Regions from separate parts of the Sus scrofa genome. Here region 1 is linked to region 2. Evidence: chromatin contacts called from public targeted proximity ligation data. All regions are on one chromosome and are shown on one strand. The core of a region is the stretch at or near the end of the contact, and the rest is flanking DNA. Distances in the headings are between cores, read along the strand shown.

Region 1 (6,131 bases), core at 1,230-3,729, 90 kb after region 2:
GTTCAGTCCCTGGCCTCGCTCAGTGGGTTAAGATGGCATTGCCGTGGGCTGTGGTGTAGGTCGCAGATGCGGTTCAGATCTGGCGTCGCTGTGGCTGTGGTGTAGGCTGGTGGCTACAGCTCCATTTCAACCCCTAGCCTGGGAACCTCCATATGCCAACCATGTGGCCCCTAAAAGACGAAAGAAAGAGAGAGAGAGCAAGGGAGGGAGAAAGAGAGAAAAAGGACTTTTCAAGTTCCATCTGTATTTTTAGTCATGTGTGTGTTTCCTTCAATTAGGAGAAAGCACACAACCTATAAATTGACAACTCTTCTTTTTTTTTTTTTTTTCCATTTCTTGGGCCGCTCCTGTGGCATATGGAGGTTCCCAGGTTAGGGGTTGAATCAGAGCTGTAGCCACCGGCCTACACCAGAACCACAGCAACGCGGGATCCGAGCTGTGTCTGCAACCTACACCACAGCTCACGGCAACACCGGATCCTTAACCCACTGAGCAAGGGCAGGGACTGAACCCGCAACCTCATGGTCCCTAGTCGGATTCATTAACCACTGTGCCACGACGGGAACTCCCGACAACTCTTCTTTAGAGAGGAGTTCCAGCTTAGAGGTGCAGGAAGCAGTAGGGAGCGAAAATCACCATTAGAGCGTCGCCGTGGTAACTGCTATAGGCAGGATCCATGGGTGAATTCTAAAATTAATGGGTTGGAGTTCCTGTTGTGGTGCAGCAGAAACAAATCCGACTAGTAACCATGAGGTGGCGGGTTCCATCCCTGGCCTCGCTCAGTGGGTTAAGGATGCAGCGCTGCCGTGAGCTGTGGTCGGATCCTGCATTGCTTTGGTGTGGTGTAGGCAGGCAGCTGTAGCTCCGATTCAACACCGAGCCTGGGAACCTCCATATGCCTCAGGTATGGCTCTAAAAAGCAAAAAAAAAAATGAAATCAGTGGGTGAAAGTTTAAGGACAAACAGGGCACTTGCACAGCCTCCAAGTAACCCCCCCGCCCCCCAGATTCATTCACTGTAAAGGGAGAACCGTTGCTGGACAGTGGAAGATCCAGCAGGGCCTCCTGTCACCCGATGACTGCGGTTAGCAGCAGGAGTAATAAGACTGGCCTCCTGCCCCCACACCCCATGTGATATGCAGAGAAGGGCCTGTCACCTCTGTGGGGTCCTTCCCTCATCCTAAAGCACAGTCCACTCGTGAGAAAAGAGACATATCCAAATTCAAGGACAGTTTACAGAATGCCTGACCAGGACACTTCAAAAGTGACAGGGCCGCCAAAGACAAGGGAAGGCTCAGGCCTTGTCCCAGACAGGAGGAGACGAAGGGGACACAGCGCTCCAAGCACGTGAGCTCCCAGGACAGAAAGGGGACGTCTGGGAGGGGCCCGGTGTGGTTCGTAGCACGGAGTCCAGGTTCGCTCCTTCGTTTTCATAACTGACCACAGTTAGTATAAGAGGCTAACATGAGGCGAGACTGGTGGGGGCCGTGGGGGGGCGTGTTGGAGAGGGAGGCCGGGGGTGGCCGTGTCAGGGGTGGGGAGGCTGGAGGTGGCTGTGCGGGGTACTCTCTGAACTGTCTTTCCCACTCTAAGTCCAAAATTGTTTCAAAATAAAACCTTTTAATATGTGTGTATAAAAATTTTGGTTTGTTTCTATACATTTGTGATGTGATATAAATATACTTGTTATGGTTACATTCTGTGTGACACGTGACTTGGAAAGGGAGGGACAGCTCAGGTGATTGGCATCAGGTAGTGCAGTGTTGCACATAAAAAACATCTTCCCAGAAGTTTCCACTGTGGCTCAGCAGGTTAAGAACGCGATGAGGATCCATGAGGATGATGGTTGGATCCCTGGCCTTGCTCACTTGGTTAAGGATCCAGCATTGCCACAAGCTGTGGTGTGGATCACAGACTCGGCTGGGATCCTGAATTGCTGTGGCTGTGGTGGAGGCTGGCAGCTGCAGCTCCAATTCAACCCCCAGCCTGGGAACCGCCATGGGCCACAGGTGCGACCTTAAAAAGACAAAAAGGAAAAAAGAAAAAAGAAATTTCCCCCAGTACCAAATATTTCCTGACTTTGACTTTCTGATGAGACGGCACGGCAGCGTGGGGACACTGTCCTTGCCCATCAGCCTCGGTCATTAACCTCGGCTGTCGTTGAGGGCTCAGGAGCCGGAGCCGTGGTCCCCTGCTCTGCACTCCGTGACCTGGTGACTTTGTGCCGGCGTCTTGCAGACGTGTGCTTTGTTTGTTGTTCTGTCTCTAGCATTCTCGGGCTGTCTGCCTTCTGTTCTTACAGCTTCTGGATGCCTTTCTTGCTCTGTAATAATTACTGCCTCTCTTTTCCTCTAATACTTGGCTTCTACTTTTTGTAGGCTTTTGTTAGCAGAAATCATCTGTTTAGGAGTATGCATGCCTGTGCCTGATCCACTAGCCCAGGGGGCATGCCTGGCTCACCCGGGGCAGGTCGCGGCCTGGGTGGCTCCTGTTCCTTGGAGAGTCACGTGTGAAGGTGGGGTCCAGGGCAGGGGTGCTGCTCGGGCTCCAGCATCCCTCTGCCATTCGCTAGCGCCTTCTCTCTCGGCCTCCGTTCCCTCTTGTGTTAAGTGGGCTGATCACGCTGCTTCCCAGGTGCTTTTGAGGAGCACACAGAGTAAAGCAGGAAAGAGCTTGGAAGCCAGAAGGGACCTCAGGAAGTCGTATTTGCCACTGTTGCCCCATCCGCCGGTTTCAACCTGGGTTCTGAGTTTGGGAAGCAGGGTCTGCCTCCCCTGGTCCTGGGACAGCTCGCTAAGCAGTCTTGTTCCGCAGATCGAACAGGCAAAGCAGAACTTTTCTGATGTTGTTTCCGCCTCTTTTCTCGGAAAAGAGATTTCCCTGCTCCCTCCCTTGACAGTTATGAGAAAGGACAGCTGTTGGCTTAGAAATGATTTCTCTTGTCAAGAGAAATAGCCTGGAAGAAAGAACTGTTTGAGAGCTCTGTGCCATGTATGCCAAACAGAATGTAGGGTACGTGTGTTGGAAGGTGTTAAAAGCAAATGCAGGCGCTCCCAAGTGTGTTGGAGAAACAGCCGTGATCTTCGGCAGAGCCCGTGCCGTTCCTGGAGGACACGGCACCGGCTCTGGGGCTGCTCCGGGGGATGCTGGGCTCCCAGGCAGCGGCCAGCACACGCCTTGGCTCCAAGAGTCCTCTGTCTTAGGAGCCAGAGCTGGTGTTGGTGAAGCTTCCCTTGGTTCCAGGATCCACTGGTGCCACTTAAAGGAAGCTGGAGGGGTCATCACTGCCGGGGTCCCTTCACGGGAACAAGGCAGAGGAGACCAAAGCGCCAGGCTTATTCCCAGGCCCTACCGTGCCCAGAAACGAGGCCAGAGAGGCTGCCTGGTGGCCAGGCCAGAAGTCGACCCCTGCCATCGATGGTCACTCCTGCCTCGCAGTTTCCATTCGGGGATTTATGGAGAGCAGGCCTGCGAGGCTGCGGACATCGCGTGAGTAAGGACCTGATGTTCTTTGTTGACATGTCCTCAGCTCCAAGGCGCTTCCAAGCCACAGCAGCTGCTGTCATTAGAACAGTGACTTTGGGAGTCATGTCTCAGAGGGTTAAGAACCTGACTAGTATCCATGAGAATGTGGGTTCGATCCCTGGCCTCGCTCAGTAGTGAAAGGATCCAGGGTTGCTGTGGCTGTGGCTGTGGCGTAGGCTGGCCCCTACCCTGGGATTTGACCCCTAGCCTGGGAACTTCCATATGCCACAGGTGCAGCGCTTAAAAAGAAAAAAAAGAGAGAGAGATACCTAAAAATAAGCGGCTGGGCAAGAGTGGACTTGCAGTGGCTGTGACCAAGGACTTCGAATGACCAGAGGCAGCAGTTTCAGAACCAGAGAGAACAGTGACCGGAAGTTTCAGGACCAGCGTTTACGGAGCACTTGCCAACACATCAGGCGTGTGCGGAGCCAAGCTTGGTCCGTGCACACTCACTCGTGCCAGCCCTCTCCCGAGGTGGATGTCACCAGTCCCCACGCTCCCCTCCCCCAGGCCAGAACGTGGCCTCATCACCCTTCTCAATTCCACCTTTGAGGAGGCCAGTGCCAGGGGGTTAGAGCTGACCTGAAATGCCTCTGGCAGGCTTTGCGTGCATGTCCTCTTTCTGCGCTTAGGATGATTTTTCCAGGGAGCTGTAATCCTGTTTTACAAAGGAGGAAACTGAGGCTCAGAGTGATTCGCATACTAAGTGGCGGAACCAGGATTCAGTCCAGGACAGTCTGATTTCAAAGCCAGTGCCTTTATTTAAAAATATATATGTATTCATGGTAGTCGATTTACAATGTTGTGTTAATTTCCACCGTGCAGCAAAATGAGTGAGTTACACATATACACATATGCATATTCTTTCTCAGACTCCTTTCCCTTATGGTTTAACACGGAACATCGAATACAGTTCCCTGAGCTCTGCAGTCGGACTTTGTTTACCCATCCTGCTCACCCTGGACTCCCGGTCCATCCCTTTCCCACCCTGTCTCCCCCCTGGGGAGACCCACAGGTCTGTTCTCTAGGTCTGTGAGCCTGTTTCTGTTTCATGGAGAAGCTCATTTGTGTCATAGGTTAGATTCTACAGCGAAGTGATATTATATGGTATTTATCTTTCTCCTTCTGGCCAAATAGTATTTCATTATATATATATGTAATGTAATATGTAACATATAATGTAATATATGTGTCATATTGCATTTCTCTAATAATTGGTTATGTTGAGCATCTTTTCATGTGCCTGTTGACCGTCTATGTATCTTCTCAAAGCAATCACCTTTAGTCACTGTTACACTTCTCTAGAGTTAATGTTTAAAAAGTAGTGAGCGATTCTGTTCAGGATTCCATCTGGTCTTTACAAGACTGGTATCAGAGAGGCCCTGAACCCTAAGGGTTTGACTCAGAGCCTCTCAAACCAGCCCAACACCCCACACTGTATCCATTCCATTCCTGGGCCACCAGTTGGCCTCTAAAAAGGCTACAGGCTGTGTTTCCCTAGAGGAGCAAGTTCCCACCACTGCCACCACCAAAGCCATTTACGCCCCCCCCCCCCACCCCAAGCCCCCTACAGCTAGGGAGGACCCTGGAAATCTTACTGGCCTGACACGTGGCCACACACACTCTTCTCTGGAGGCGGGAGCAGGGGTCACTCCATGTACATGGCATTGGTTTGTTTGTTTGTTTTTTTTCCCATTTGAGAAGATCATTAGCCCCACTGGCAACATGTTTTGAAGTTCAACTGAGTCAGTGCCAAGGGGTGCTTTATAATAATTTTTACTGACAATTAGACCATCTTGCCCTTGTTAATAATGCCCATTTTTTAAGAACCATAAGCTTTTTCTTTTACATAGGTAAAAGATGATAAGATTTTACGTAGGTAAAATCTGATCGGACGCCTCTAAAGTGGTGGGCAACTTTAGAGGCTATTGCCTGATTTGGCCAGCTCTTTGGTATGTATATTTTCACCTTTTGAATGCGTATGAACCTTCAGATTTAACGTGTGTGTTGCATCAGATTCCCAAATTACACAACTTTTTAGAATCTTTGTTTCTTTTATTTAATACAGTGTGGGCCTGAAATCGAACCTGGGATGCGACCTGAGTTATATCCTTGCCCTAAGGTGCTAAGTGACGTTTATTTAAAATTTCTGTGCCAACACCCAGCCTCCCACAGCTACTGCAGTGCTTTGCAGTTGTTGCTGCTCGGAGATTGGCGGTGAGGCCTCGTGAGTGCCCCTGCTGCACCATCTTCTCCCCCGATGCTGTCAGTCGCTATCTCAGTGACAGTTCCCCGTTGGCTGGGTCACGTGAGTCATCAGAGTACATTTATGAAGGAGGCACTGAGTGCCAGGAACGACGCCACGCCACCTACATGTGTGTTCCTGACCTCCTTACGACACGTCCTCAGGAAAAGTGTCCCCACTCTCGTTGCACACAGGAGAGAGCTGAGGGGAGGGTCTTGAATAGGGGTCTCCAAATGAGTCGGATCCAGAAGGGCTTTGAACCCTGGTTTGAGAGACACGAAAGCCTCGCCCTCTCTCCTCTACCTGCCAGTTCTTTTTCTGTGGACGTGCAGTGGCTGCACTGTAAGTTACAGGCACACGAC
Region 2 (6,476 bases), core at 1,685-4,184:
GGGTTCTTGCTGGGCTGGACCGTTTAAGTCGTGCCTCAGGCCGAGGAAGGCTGTGATCACACAGGAGGGACCTGGGAATGGAAGCCGCTGGTGGGCTTTTAGCAGGAAGCTTAGGTGATCTGATTTGCAGTGTGAGAACGTTTGCTCTTTCCGTTCTAGGGCATGTGGGTTTGGAAGGGCTGAGGCTGGAGATGAATGAGCTGTTTGAGTAAATCCCAGGTGGGGTGACGGTGACCTGGACGCAGGTCACCACAGTGGCCATGGCGATGATGGGACAGATGTGAGCAGAGGTGAGATCAGCTTGATTGGACTTAGAGCCAGATGGAAACAGGTGACTCGAGGCGGCGAGGGCTTGATTGTTTGACGATGGCTTTTCAGGTTTTTGGAGTTGACCTGGGGACAGTTGGGCATTAGGGGTGGGTGAGAGGCCATTCAGGTTTCTGTGCTGTGAATGGGAAATGCAGGATCAAATAGGCCGTGAATGTGTTCATTCGTTTATATAGCAAAGAATTGATTTAGTGGTGGGCGCATTTCTAGGTGCTGGGGGTACCGCGGAGACCAAACCAAACAAAAACGTCCTCCGCCCTCCTCGTTCTTCCCGTCTCAGAGGGCAGATGGACAGTAAACAAGTAAAACACAAGGTTTGTGTTAGGTTCTAAGGGACAACATGAAGCAGGAGGGAGGATGTGGCGTGTGTGTGTGTGTGTGTGTGTGTGTCTGAAATTTTAGATAGGGTGGCCAATCTCAGAGAAAGAAGGTTGGAAGAATTTTCAGCGTAGAACTAAGATTTTGGAGATGATCCAGACCGTGATGGGTAGTTATGGTTAAAGATTAGGGAGAGATGGGAGTTCCCGTGTGGGGCAGGGGGCTAAGGCTCTGGCATTGCTTCACCTGTGGTGTGGGTTCCGTCCCTGGCCTGGGAACGTCCACATGCAGCAGTCGCAGCCCCCAGAAAAGAACAAAAAAAAAAAGAGGGGAAATTGTCTGCTTTGAGAGATGGGAAGAAGGAAGGGCCCTTCCACACCGTTTGGTGTCACCCACCCAGCCCGAGAGGGTCCGGGCTGTTGTGTTCTGCCTTGGGCCTCAGGCAGTAGGGGTGCGGAATATTGTCTAGAACTGCTGGCTTTTCCTTTTGGAGAGAGTCACAGAGGGAGTCACACTGTCGGAAAATACCGATAGACATCTTTCCCCTCTTGCATCTTAGGACGGAAAAAGCAAGGCGCCAGTCACTGGAATTCTCACCAGCACTCGTGTGTTGGTAGAAGGGTGATGGGGGCTGTGGCTTTGTTAGATGCAGAAATGAGGCTTCCCCCCAAACCAAGCTTTTAGGCTTGTGCCGCAGCTCACGGGGAGGCCTGCCAGTGTGCCCTGGGAGAGACGGTCGCCCAGTGGCCACCTCAGTGACTGAGACCGTCACCGTGTGCCAATAGGTGGCACCGGGGGGAGTCCCTCTTTAGGCTAGCCCCTGTCTGGGGCCACTCCTCAACAGTGGGCAGAGGCACTCAAGGCACTTCAGGCTTTGCCATCAGCTGTCCCAAACGAGAAGTCTGGCTTCCCGGTTCCCTGTCAGCTACAGCGCAGAGCCCTGGCTGTGTACTAGTTTGGGGTGCAGTTTGCTTGTTCAGGTGCACCCCTGGCTTCACTTGGTAGCTTGGATCGCTTGTCTCCAGCTAAGCTTATGATGTACCACCGCAGTGCCTGCCCATAGCTGACCGCTCAGTGTCCCCTCTTAAGTCATGTTGAGGAGAAACTCCATGCTCCCCTGCATCCTTGAGTGGACTCTCTTGTGCAGGTCGGAACAGCCTCTCGGGTACCAAGGGGCAGCGATAAGAGGAAGCAGAAAATTTGGCTTGACATCTGGGCTCAGAGATGAAAGACCGCTGTGGTCAGTGCTCAGGCAGCCCCTGTTGACAGTTTTTTCAGGCTCCTTCACTCAAAATCATACGGCTTCCAGAAGGAGCACATAGCTATAAAGCCTGAAGACCAGCTTTTGAGTAGATTTAGCCTTCGGCTGAGAAAGTTAAGGATATTGTTGGCAGAATTGCCTGTGGAATGAAGGGGGAAGCAGGTCATTTTTTCAGGTAGAATAACTAAGAAAGGGAAAACTTACCAAGAAGCAGATAGAATAGGTAGAGGAATTTCGGGCTTCTCTTCCTCTGACCAGCCTGGTTCAAATCATAATTGTCTTTCTACTTGCTGGCTGGTGTCACCTGTATACTCTGCTGTGGAAAAAAGAACACAGTTCACCTTGTCTCGTGGGGTGGATGTCCCTGAATTTTTACCTCCCTGTGGGTTGGTGATTTCCAGGCTGGGATTCCTGTTGGGATTTCCGTGTCGTGTGAGCGTGGCCATGAGTCCTCAGGTCCTGCAGGTCCGCCCTCCTGGAAGTGGCAGGAAGCTGCTGATACCGGAAGAGCCTCCTGGAGTGGCTCCCCATCCCTGTGACTCCCGGCATCATTTGTGTCTGAGCCCCTTGAGGATCTTTCTCAGGATGAACCAGCTTCCGCGGAGGGAACTTTGTACAGAGGCGAGTGTGTTTTCAGCAGGCTGCCCGGGGCTACTGTAGGCAGCGGAGTGGGCCATGCGCAGGGGTAGCCTTGCCCTAGGAAGGCTGGAGAAGCTGGGGCAGGCTTGCTCACATTCCTGGTAAACGGCCCCCGCCAAGCCAGTTGGTGGCCAGACTCAGGTCAGTGTGGGCAGAGGAAACTGTACTTTGTAAGACAGGCTCGCTCTTGTACCTCAGGTGTTTGCTGTTTCCCCTGATATTTGCTGGCATTGTGCTTGTAAGGAAGTGCCCAGAAACCTCTGCCCAAGTCAGGGGAGAGACTCATTCCCTTAGAATAGTCTGGAAGGTCAAGGCTCCAGAGGCTGGTGGTGGTGGTGGCAGTAGCTGAACCCAGAGGGGAGGAGTCGGGGATGAGAACAGACTTGGGAAAGGGTGGAATTTTGGGCCTGGGCTGGTCAGGAACAGCTGCGCCCTGGCTTCTGAGCCTTCCCACAAGGCAGCGGTTCTCAGACTTCCTGGTCTCAGGACCCCTGTTCCTCCCTTGAAATGATTGAGGGAGGCAAAGAGCTCTGGTTCATGCCCCTTATCTATTGATATGGCCCATGCTGTTATCTATTGATATGGACCATATTAGCAGTTGAAGTTGAGACATTTAAGTAAATCTTTCCTTAATTCATTTCAGAATAATAGTAAATCTCTGTGCCCCTGGCATATTAAGGTAAATAACATAATTTTATGGAAAGAACTACATTTTCAAAAAAACTTTCAGTAGACAAATTTGGAGAGAAGAATGGCAGTGTTTTCTATTTCTGCAAATCTCTTTTATGTCTGGATGAATCAAAAGCTGCTGGGCATTTAAAAATTGTGGTAAAATACACTTAACAAAAATTTACCATGTTAACCACTTTTAAGCCTGTCAGCTGGATTTTCTTAACCGCTTGAGCATTCCGTTTGCTGCAGTGTATTAGAGAGTGTGTAGAAAATCCGGCTCCACAGAGGTGTGTAGTTGGAAAACGGAGGAGCATTTTAATAGCCTGTTTAGATAGCTGGGGATGTTTTTCTTTGCTCCTGCACCAGCACCCTAGAAGGGGTAGTTTCTTCAGGGTTAGTTGCAGCATGGAATCTGAAACCCCACGAAGCCGTTTTTTGTCTGCTAGCAAAACCGTGTTGGCTTTTTGAACCAGCCTTTACTCAGGTGTGAGTTTTTGTGTCATCAGACTTGGGTCCTTTGGAACAGTGTGGTGTCTTGAGTTGTGTGGCGCTTCCAGATGTTGCCATAAGCGAAGTCTTTAAATATTGAGAAGATGTCAGCTTCACAGTGGTGGGTAAAAGCTTTCCAAAATTCTGGTTTTCACTTGAAAACTTGAATTTCCTCACTGGCAGCAAATCCTCTCGGTTATCTTCCTGAAGCGGCAGACACATCTCGTGTGTTTTCCAGGAACCGTCTGCCGGATGCTTGAGTCGGTGTGACCGTGGTTTGTCTGTGGGTCAGGTGTAAACGAGGTTCCATCCAAACAGCAGCTCGTGCAGCTTGCAGCCCAAACAGGGGCCCAGATGCTCTTGGTGACAACCGTTTCCGGCAATGTGAGGGGTGGTTCTGCGGGCACCCCCCCATCCCTCAGAACCCTCAGGATTTAACTCAGTCATTCGACGGTGCGGCTTCCTCTGAGGACATGCTTAAGGGAAAATGACTTTCCTTCTGCGAGTGTGTGGGGCTGCAGAGCTCATCGGTCACCAGCACCACTGGGTGCTGCCGCCCCAGTTCAAAGTCAGGGACCTGCAGTTTCACCCACGCTTGCTTTGGTACCATCCAGGCCATTGTTACTGCTGAGAAAGTGTTAGTGGGAAAATAGTTTTGACCTCACAGATGCCCTGAGGAAGCCTTCGGGGCCCCTGGGAGTGGGAAAATAGTTAGTGTTAGTGGGAAAATAGTTTTGACCTCACAGATGCCCTGAGGAAGCCTTCGGGGCCCCTGGGAGTCTGTGCACCGCCCTGGGAGAACTGCTCCCCTAAGTGGAGAGACCGGAAGCGTGAGAGTCCTGTGCCTGCCACCCAAAAACACATTCTCACAGAGGTGGGGACAGCGCAAGCTGGGATTAGAATAGACGTGTGACATGTATCGCGGACGCAGCAAGTGACTTGACTTCATACATTTCCTTTTTCTCAAAAAAACCCCTTTGTGATTCTGCCACATCTCTGCTGCTGGTGTTTAGGGGTCAGGCCGGAGACCGTCCACTTTGTTTTTAATTTATTTTTGCAGGGCTCCCCCCTTGGGCAGAGTGGTACAGTGGTGACATGCATGTTTGGCTTCCCGTGCCTTTGGAGGCGGTTCTTACTTCTGAACCGCGGGACCCTGGGCACGCTCTCTGAGGGCTAGTGGGAAACTCAGAGGAGAAGCTACTCAAGTAAAGCACTTATTAGCCCTGTGATTCATGGAAAGCAACAGGCTTTCCATGAATGATAACCGACTCTTTTGCCTGGGTGCGTCGTTCTGCTTTGTGCTGCGTGGGATGGCGTTTCTTTTTTCCTGCCCTCTATTTGGTGCATGTCTTGTATAGTTTAGGACTGAAACCCAGAACATGCCCGGGACATGTGATTGAGTCAGTTTCTCGAATGAAAAAGGGCAAGTGTCCAAAATACAAAGCACTGATAACTTGCCCTAGTGGAACTGTAGCTGCCAAGTTACAGCTTCTTTCCTGAAACTCTAGGGAGTGTTCTTGGGCTGCATCGGGCCTCCAGAGCTTAGGGCGCTTAAGATGATATGACCCTTGATAGTTGAGAAGTTATGGGAAAATCTTTAGCTTTGAGACTCTGGAGATATTGGAGGAGATTTGAACTAGAGCAGTTGTTTAGCTCTACTACATTTCACTGTAAATTCTTTTATTTATTTAATAAATATCACGTGAGTTTTTCCTACTTGGTAGGCCTGGACTGGGTTCTGGAAAGAGAGTGCTGAGCCCTCATGGAGCCGACCGCCTTGAGGGGCATGTGGATGTTGAATAATCACCTGGGCGTGCCCGGCGTGGCGCAGCGGAAATGAATCCGACTAGGAACCATGAGGTTGTGGGTTCGATCCCTGGCCTCGCTCAGTGGGTCGGGGATCTGGCGTTGCCATGAGCTGTGGTGTAGGTTCCAGACGTGGCTTGGATCCTGAGTAGCTGTGGCTGTGGCGTAGGCCAGCAGCCGTAGCTCCGATTCGACCTCTAGCCTGGGAACCTCCATATGCCACGGGTGTGACCCTAAAAAGCAAAAAAGCCCCCCCAAACCAAAAAAACACAAAAACCTGAACAAATTCGCTCTAGACTTACTGATCTTATTGCAAATGGGGCTGGGAGGTGGAGACACATCACCTCCATGTGAGAGGCGAGACAGCCGAAGCACAGAGAGGTTCCCTGACTTGCGGTGGCCACCCGGTTAGAAGCGACTCGGTGGTGGAACCAGCGTTTAATCCCGAAGGGCCGTATTAGAACACACCAGTACCTGCTTCGTAGAATCGTTGGAAGGATTGAAGGGGAAAGTAGCATTAAGTACTTAGAAAACTCCTTGGCGCAGAGTCGCTCTCAATAGAGATGAGATTCGCTAGCTAGTGCTACTGAACGCGGGACGGTTTTCTTCGCCGCCGCAACAACACAAAACAGCTATACCTTTCTCTCTTTAGTTCGTTCCTGTGCTCAAAGTGTTTTCAGGCACATTATTATCTCAACCATGGTGAAATCATAGCATCTTGGGAACGGTGTATGTTTAGAAGTGTAGTTGCTTGATTCTGTCCCATCGTCTACCAGTTTTCAGGCTGAGTTGGTTTCTTGACATCCTCTGAAGGTGACCAGTGACTTTTTTCAGTGCAAACTCTTGGGTTTTAGCTTATTTGGTATACTTTACTCCAATACAGACACCATTTTTTTTTTTTTTTTTTTTGATGCTCAAATTGTTCTGTCTCGGACCGTGGGGAGCCCTTTCACGTTGTCCCCCC

What was found.
Region 1: a targeted proximity ligation map of skeletal muscle shows a contact between it and region 2. A contact is called at or near these places in 4 of 47 Hi-C or Micro-C datasets (brain, embryonic fibroblasts, fetal heart ventricle and 1 more) and 1 of 2 datasets of targeted methods (skeletal muscle).

The regions. Positions count from the first base shown.
Region 1 is chr3:38,268,577-38,274,707 of Sscrofa11.1, forward strand. The region is part of intron 5 of ADCY9 (adenylate cyclase type 9); the gene reads left to right. Among named protein-coding and RNA genes, the nearest start is that of CREBBP, 120 kb to the right of the region's middle.
Region 2 is chr3:38,178,402-38,184,877 of Sscrofa11.1, forward strand. All of the region lies in intron 3 of ADCY9 (adenylate cyclase type 9), which reads left to right. Among named protein-coding and RNA genes, the nearest start is that of ADCY9, 64 kb to the left of the region's middle.